Linked DNA regions of Sus scrofa: all the other regions are linked to region 2. Evidence: chromatin contacts called from public HiChIP or PLAC-seq data. All regions are on one chromosome and are shown on one strand. Each heading gives the region's core, a stretch centred on a gene start, on an enhancer-like site or on the middle of the called end of the contact. The rest is flanking DNA. Distances are from core to core; before and after follow the strand shown. Region 1 overlaps KCNQ5 (potassium voltage-gated channel subfamily KQT member 5). Region 2 overlaps KCNQ5 (potassium voltage-gated channel subfamily KQT member 5). Region 3 overlaps KCNQ5 (potassium voltage-gated channel subfamily KQT member 5).

Evidence for each region. HiChIP or PLAC-seq counts read pairs in DNA pulled down with a chosen protein or histone mark.
Region 1: an H3K27ac HiChIP or PLAC-seq map of skeletal muscle shows a contact between it and region 2. The contact joins two enhancer-like sites. A contact is called at or near these places in 1 of 47 Hi-C or Micro-C datasets (retroperitoneal adipose tissue) and 1 of 2 datasets of contacts at active chromatin or transcription factors (skeletal muscle).
Region 3: an H3K27ac HiChIP or PLAC-seq map of skeletal muscle shows a contact between it and region 2. The contact joins two enhancer-like sites. A contact is called at or near these places in 3 of 47 Hi-C or Micro-C datasets (psoas muscle and skeletal muscle) and 1 of 2 datasets of contacts at active chromatin or transcription factors (skeletal muscle).

What each region holds. Positions count from the first base shown.
Region 1 is chr1:52,687,398-52,690,097 of Sscrofa11.1, forward strand. All of the region lies in intron 1 of KCNQ5 (potassium voltage-gated channel subfamily KQT member 5), which reads left to right. Among named protein-coding and RNA genes, the nearest start is that of KCNQ5, 250 kb to the left of the region's middle. Within about 2 kb of position 1,359, at least 3 of the 83 cell types and tissues checked have an H3K27ac peak or open chromatin away from gene starts, as enhancers often do. A contact at or near this core is called in skeletal muscle, where this site is marked.
Region 2 is chr1:52,902,903-52,905,602 of Sscrofa11.1, forward strand. The region is part of intron 11 of KCNQ5 (potassium voltage-gated channel subfamily KQT member 5); the gene reads left to right. Among named protein-coding and RNA genes, the nearest start is that of DPPA5, 83 kb to the right of the region's middle. Within about 2 kb of position 1,434, at least 20 of the 83 cell types and tissues checked have an H3K27ac peak or open chromatin away from gene starts, as enhancers often do. A contact at or near this core is called in skeletal muscle, where this site is marked.
Region 3 is chr1:52,716,731-52,719,430 of Sscrofa11.1, forward strand. The region is part of intron 1 of KCNQ5 (potassium voltage-gated channel subfamily KQT member 5); the gene reads left to right. Among named protein-coding and RNA genes, the nearest start is that of DPPA5, 270 kb to the right of the region's middle. Within about 2 kb of position 1,366, at least 3 of the 83 cell types and tissues checked have an H3K27ac peak or open chromatin away from gene starts, as enhancers often do. A contact at or near this core is called in skeletal muscle, where this site is marked.

The DNA.
Region 1 (2,700 bases), core at 109-2,608, 220 kb before region 2:
ATTAAGCTTGGATGGGATCCAAAATACCATCACTGAAAATAATTACTTGGGGGAATTATAGGTTACTGGCAACATAGGGCTATGCACATAGAAGGCAAATAAAAAAGATTTAATGGGTTTATTAATGCATAACTTTTTCATAATGAGCATGAATGGATTAGATCTGTTTACTAAGTTTATAGAGACTTCCACTTGGAATTCGAGCTTTCCATCACCTTGTTAATCCAGGGTCCCTCTGGCTTAGTTTCAGAGTGTTTTGTGACTTCCAAGGACAGGAAACAAGTAATTTCCTTTATACTGAGTTTATCAGAGAAGTTTGTAGTCTTATATGATGCAGAATGCTCAGATTCATCATCATACCCATACGGGTGTAAATTCAAGTCATGGAACCCCTCAGCTTGGCAGCCGCATGCCAGCTGTCAAGCTTTTCTGAATCCGATGCATACTTCTGCATTCTTATTTCATGATCTATGCTTCAAGCTTAATTTAATGTAGATAAATATTTGGGATATTAGCTGCAATCTGAAATTCCAGGTGTGTTTTTCCACCTTCTCTTTTCTCACCCTGGGGGGTTTCAATTTGATTTTTAATAAGTAACATTGATGATGTCCAACAAGCTTGGGGAACTCTAAGTTCATTCCCTGCAATAAAATTATAGAAATTCAGACCTAGACTTGATCTGCAGGGCCACCAGATCATCATGAGATTTGAGGAATAGGTGTCAACTTTATTGAGAGCTCCCCATCATGTTTCTTAAGAACCAGTGGGAGACAGGTGGTGACAAGGGTTGTGTGTGTGTCCATGGGTCCACTAAGCGCTGTCACTGGAAAATTAATATAAAGTATGTCACATATATCTATAGGTGTTTTTCAAAGGTGTCCAGATGCTGTTGTGATTAGAAAAACTCATTCAAAAGCATTACTGAATCTGAGTCTCGTTTTGTCATGTGCTTTCCCAACTAACAGTTGCATAAAGTCCAGCTGCCCTCATGTAGAGCCTTTGGACATTTTAAACAGGGTCCTTGTACTTGAAGGTCAAAGACTTGGCATATAGCGACTTGGAACTGAGAAACCATGGCATGTCCAGATGGCATTCAGAGAGGTTACAAACTCAGTCCAAGCTGGAGAAGGTGGCAGTGAGGAACTTCATAAAACAGAATAATAAACGTACTAGAGAAAACTTAGGAAGGATACACAGGCTCGTTTTATTGGTGAGGGAAAAGGAAACAGGATAATTTTTCAGCCTGCAAATGTGTTCATTTGTTTTATTACCAGAAGTAGGTGCTTCAGGGATTGGGTTGTCAAGGCTCAGCAGAGGGGCTCTCTTTTGGCACTAGGTCACGTGTGTGAATTTAACCTTCAGTGCCAAAGAGGGAGGTGGGGGAGAGAGCTGGTCTCCCATTTGGAAGCCCCAGTTTCCCACAGACACAGCTGCCATGCCGCTGGGCTCTCTTTTCCCCTATTTTAAGTGTGAAAATACAAAGATAAAGCATAGTGAAAGCAAGTTTTAAAAAAGTAAAATAAAAGAGGAAAACTCCCAGTGCAATGATAAAAGAAGAAGCCAGGCTTTAAAGAGCTAAGGGATAAATCTTGGTTTCTTTACCAAAAAGGAGAGGGTTTTATGAGCATAAGTTGGGGGGAGGCGTGGCTTTCCAGCCAGTGGTGGCCCCAGGAGAGCCCTTGGCTGACTCTCTACCCTCAGGCTCCAGCCAGGGACTTGGGCAGCTTTGGACTTCTATACCTGCAAAGTGGTTGCGGGAACTTTTGGAGTCATGCCTGCTCAGCAGATCTTGTGGTCAAAAGAAGCAGGCAAAACCCAGGCCAAGTAAACACTCCTGGCTGGCTGTCTCTAGCTTGTTCACCCCACTCATTGGAGGATGTTGTCTTTTCTGTGGCTCTGCCTTTTCACAAAAAGATGTGGGGAGGAACGTTACAAGAATAACATAAGAACCAGAAAATAGAACCTATTAATTTTAAAAAGGTAAAGGAGCTGGCGTTATTTAGTCAAGAGAAGAGAGGCCAAAGGAACAACTTAATAAAGGCTTTGCTTTTAGTTAAAAAAAAAAAAAAATCAGCCTAAAAATGCAGATCTTTTTTTTTTTTTTTTCCAAAAAGGCAAAGTAAGAAGTGGCCAGAGTTGTCAGCATCATGTATTTAGGTTAGGCACAAGGAAGAACTTCTAGGCTACAGAGATGTCTGTTCTAATTAAAAAGGGTCAAGAGCTTGGCTGGTTATGATACAGTCTGCCTTCAAAGATGGTTTGCCTCTTACTTTAAAAAGATTACATAAAATTTGATTCTTTGCTCCCAAATAAAAAGGTCCACCTTTTTTGCTTTCGCTTGTCTAAAAAAAACGATCACATGGAATCAGAAAAACAGATCAAATGACTTCCATATTGAGTAATTTTCCTGAATTCCCCTAAAAAAGTATTCCTTAAATGTCTCTGAAAATAGCAGATTCTATCTTAGGTATTTAAATCTTAGAAAACATTATTTCTTTAAAATAATGTTTAGGAGTTCCCGTCGTGGCGCAGTGGTTAACGAATCCAACTAGGAACCATGAGGTTGCGGGTTCGGTCCCTGCCCTTGCTCAGTGGGTTGACGATCCAGCGTTGCCGTGAGCTGTGGTGCAGGTTGCAGACGCGGCTCGGATCCCGTGTTGCTGTGGCTCTGGTGTAGGCTGGTGGCTACGGCTCTGATTA
Region 2 (2,700 bases), core at 184-2,683:
CTCAGTGGGTTAACGATCCGGCGTTGCCGTGAGCTGTGGTGTAGGTTGCAGACACGGCTCGGATCCCGAGTTGCTATGGCTCTGGTGTAGGCCAGTGGCTACAGCTCCGATTCGACCCCTAGCCTGGGAACCTCCATATGCCACAGGAGCGGCCCAAAGAAATAACAAAAAAAAAAAAAAAAAAAAAAAGACAAAAATAAATTAAAAAAAAAAAACCAAAACTATCTTTGTTTTCTTTTTGAAATTATTTTCCAAAGATAACTCCCCTAGTATAAAAGTAAAAGATTGCTGATTTTTAATTTTTTTAATTTTTTTTCTTACCATAAAACTTCATTCTGGAGTTCCTGTTGTGACGCAGTGGAAACAAACCCAACTAGGAACCACGAGGTTGCAGGTTCGATCCCTGGCCTTTCTCAGTGGGTTAAGGATCTGGTGTTGCCATGAGCTGTGGTGTAGGTCACAGATGCGGCTCAGATCCTGCTTTGCTGTGGCTGTGGTGTAGGCCAGCAGCTGTAGCTTTGATTCGACCCCTAGCCTGGGAACCTCCATATGCCTTGGGTGTGGTCCCAAAAAGCAAAAAAAAAAAAAACCTTTGTTCTGACTTAGATTGTCACTAGCAAAGGTCACAGTGTACCAGATTCACCGCAGTTTGGTTAGTATTAATTATTATTCTTTTGCTATTAAATAGATGTAAGTCCATACTTTCAAATTATTTTAATTTTTTTTTAATTTCTAGTTAGGTTGAAAAGTTTTCTATCATTTTTTTCTTTTTTTTGCTACTGGTGGTCTTCCCTGACTGATTTATTTTTACATTTATATTTTGAATTGTGATCCGTTCAAATAAGCTTTTTATATTTTATAAATATTAAGCTTTTCCTTATGTTTCTATTTTTTCCTAATCAGGTATTTTCTTTTACATTGTAATTTAGCTATATCAGGTAGTAACATTTTTCTGTCTTTGTGACCAAAACTGTCAGCTGTTTCCTTTATAATTCCTCCTAATGACCCAAACGGCAGGACATTACCATTCCTCCGCAGACAAAACAAATGTTTTCTGCTCAGTTTTGACAATTTGATTTATTTTGGTCTCTGAACATGCAAGCTTCTTGGATGGAAAAACAGTTCAAAGAGAACAGAGTCACAGCCTGAAGAGCAGGGTGTCAGGTGGCTGAGGGATAGAAAACAGTGGCTGGAATTCAGAAACCTGAGGCCCCAAGGTTGAGCAAAAAAGGTGATGAAACCTTGTTCCCAAGGCACTAGTTTGTAAGGAATTTCTTTTTCTGCCTTTTATGATGTATTTCCTGTCGTCCTGGGAAGCACCTACAAGTGTCTCAGATTGTGCAAAATATACTTGTGGTATGAAGGGAAACGGGGGGAATTAGTTTAAGTCCTATGGCAGATGAGTCACACACATACCTCGGTTCTGGCTGGGAGAAACAGAGGCACCATTTTCCACTTACAGTCAATGGTCCTTGGCTGCATATGAATTCCTAGGGGAAGCTTCCTCTGGGAAAACTCTGAGGCCTACCTTCCAGCTTGTCCTGGGTATTGAGATTTTTTTAAATGCTCCCCAGGTGATTCTAACGGCCAGCTAAGGTTGAAAACCATTCTAATCATTTTGTCAAGAAATGTAAAAAGAAATCTAATCTATAAGAGCAGGTGACCAAGAACATGAACTAGAAACTACCTGTCCTTTTTTCCTAAGCACTTGCATCTTGACAGCCAAATTTGTAGTGGAAAAAGAAAAACAGTCTTTGGACATAGCAGAAGTTTCCAGAATGTTCTCTTTATCATGTAAGGTCCAAGTAGTTCTTTCCAAAAACTATGGAATAGGGTTTCCAAAATCAAGAGAAACAAAGCTCAAGATTTGAAAGTAGATCCTGAACACTGCTAATTAATAGAAGACAGAGCCAGTTGGGGGAGTCAAAGGATTGTATTTTATTATTATTTTTATTAAAGTATAGTTGATTTACAATGTTCTGTCAGGTCCTGCTCAGACTGTATTTTAAACTTCTTCTCCTCCAAGCACAGACTGTGCGTGCACTGGGCAGTCCCACTGGTCGTGGGAGGCTTGCCCACAGGGAGCTGGGCTTTGGGGAGCACCTCACCCCATTGGCACACTGCCCTTCATGACGGCTTTTGCAGATCAGTGCTCACATAAGCTTATGTTCCCATGACCCACATTTCCCAAAATGCCAGGGCAGAGGGCCAGCAGTGTGGTCGGAGAGCACAGAGCCAGCCTTGGCTGAAAGCGTAGCCCCACCCAGGTGCCTCAGAGTTCACAGAGGGTTTTAAGCCTCTAGGAATCACGAGAAAGACATTTAACATGTTGTTAGCCTCACTGGAAACGATATCGATATCTCCAGATACTTAAAAACAGAAAGATAGCATTTTTCCCCATTTTTGTGGCTTTGAAATAAGACGTTCTCTGACTCAGCCCTTGCTTCAGTACATCAGCAAAGACATATGTCCTATTAGTTTGCTCTGACCCAGCTTACAAAAAAAAAAAAAAATATTTTTAAAAACTGAGAGGAGCTTAATTTATGTCTTGAATAATTAAGTTATAGGATATAATGAAATTCCCTAAGAGGCATTTGGATCAGTGACGCCCATCTTCTGCCCAGCCTGTTCCTAAACAAGATGAAGAGACTCAAGGTCTTTCTGGGTAGCAGGACGGAGGAAAGGGTTCAGTGTTCAGCC
Region 3 (2,700 bases), core at 116-2,615, 190 kb before region 2:
GTAAATCCTTAAAAAGCCATTGAGTTAATAGCCATGCACAACAATTGTAAATCAATGACACCTCTCAGATGAGTGCTCCTTTTTTTTTTATTTTGTCTTTTTGTCTTTTCTAGGGCCGCCCCTGCAGCATATGGAGGTTCCCAGGCTAGGGGTCGAATCGAAGCTGTAGCCATCGGCCTACACCACCACAGCCACAGCAATGTCAGATCCCTAACCCACGGAGCAAGGCCAGGGATCAAACCCACAACCTCATGGTTCCTAGTTGGATTCGTTAACCACTGAGCCACAACGGGAACTCCCCTAGTGCTCCATTTTTAACAAGTCATTTGATGATCCATTAAAAGGAATAAAAATAATGTAATTGGCATAGATGAGATTAGCGCCTTTCCGATTCATTTTACAAGATAGATATACCTTTTAAAGTCAGCACCACCATTAAATAATATCATACACTTTCATTCCTGGAAGAACAGTTTGGGCTGGAAAACATAGCTGAGATACAAGCAAAGCAAGACATTGCATATTTAATAGGTTATGAGCCATTTTACTTCAATAGAAATGTTACCTCTTGATTTGGAAACATTTTGTATCCATTTGTAAAAAGAGTGGAAATAAATCAAAAGCCCAGAGATATTTTGCATAACTTTGGATTTAACTAGTCCTTCTGAGAAACTAAACACACATGTTTTTTCCTTGCCTAAACATCTATTAGATTGAATTGGGAAAGCAGGGAGAAATGGAAATAAATATGGACTGGCAAAGTGCTTGATCTTGCTGTTAACTGTATTTCAACTACAAAGCTACTTGCTGGGAGTTCCCATTGTGGCTCAGTGGTTAACGAATCCAGCTAGGAAACATGAAGTCGCAGGTTTGATCCCTGGCCTTGCTTGGTGGGTTAAGGATCCGTCATTGCCCTGAGCTGTGGTGTAGGTTGGGGACGAGGTTTGGATCCCTTGTTGCTATGGCTGTGGCGTAGGCTGGCAGCTACAGCTCCAATTAGACTCCTAGCCTGGGAACCTCCATGTGCTGCCAGTGCAGCCTTAGAAAAGGCAAAAAGACAAAAAAATAAATAAATAATAATAATAAATAGAGCTACTTGCATATGGAAATCTTAAAGTATTTAAAATACATGTGTCTCATTTACAACATATGGGGAGGAAGATTCCTTTCTCTCATTTTCTCTGAGTGAAAATGAAGCACAGCCAGGTTTATGCCAAGTCCCACAATGAGTTGTGTCATCATGCCCCATCTCTGGACTTGGAGCCTGCTGGCCTTCCACCAAGACCAAGTATCAGGACTCTTCATGTCCCTAGGTTATGCTCTTTGGCTTTCCCATCAGTGACTATTTTCACTACATCACCAGATGACTAACATCCAGAGTAGCCTTTGAACCTCAATATAAACTGCAACTATCAGCGAGTTGTCAGGGCCTTGTACCTAGGTTCTCATGGAGCATAATTAATAATAACAGTGTCCAGAGGGAAAAAAGTGAAATTTTGAAACTAATAAATATACCCATTTGACATGCTGTTTCTCCAGAGCTTTGAACATGAAATAGGCATTATTTCACACTGCAAATCTGAGGTCAGGCAGTTTTTTGTTGTTATTGCTGTTTTGCTTTTTAGGGCCACACTCCTGGCATATGGAAGTTCCCCGGCTAGGGGTCAAATCGTAGCTCTAGCTGCTGGCCTATACCATAGCTACAGCAATGCCAGATCCCTGACTCACTGAGCAAGGCCAGTGATAAAACCCACATCCTCATAGATACTAGTCAGATTCATTTCCACTGAACCACAATGGGAACTCCCCAAGCAGTTTTTAATTTACTCTTTTGACTCTAAGTTGGGTGGGAAAGTTTGGAGCATCTAAAACTGTCATCATCAAATAATATTTATTACACAGTATATTACATAGAAGAAGGGCAGGGTTGGGACTGGTAAACATAACTGAGATACAAGACTTCTTGCATACTTAATAGGTCATGAACTTATTATGTACTGTCTTGGGATATCCAAAGGTCAGTGAAGTATCTCGAATGAAACATCATTGAAAAGATTAAAGGGTTTCTCTTTGTAAATATGAAATCCTGATAGATACAACTACACCTCATCCAGAAACATTATGTCTGTCTGTCGGCACTTCAAGGTGCAAAAAATGCAGCTTATCTTTTAAGGAGGCCCCATGGCATACGTCTCTGTTTATCAGTATGTCCACCTATGATAGCCACATTTATTTGTCACATATTAAATAATGAGATTTATCATTACAGCCACAGAGGACAGGTCTACTTAGAAAGTTACATAGATAAGTTACATGGAGATAATTTGCTTTTGTCTTATGGTATAATGCTTTAACTAGAACTTTGGCTTCTTTACTATTTAAATATAGTAAAAACATAAATAACCGTCCAAAAAAAAAAAAAACTTCATAAAAGTCCTAAGGGTCCAATTATATGATGTTATGGTGCCAACATGCTGGGGTTTTCCCAGAACACCAAAAAAAAAATCAGTTAAGGTAGCACCTCATCAGTTTAAAACGCAATTATCAACTTTCTCCACTATATTGGGGTCAAATTTCATGATCAGATGCTTAATTTTAAAATAATTGCTCCACTGAAATTTGATTACCAATACCAGAAATTTGAAGAAAAGTGTTAAGGTTCCTTGAGGTCATTGTTCTTAGATTAAAAAGAAAAAAAAT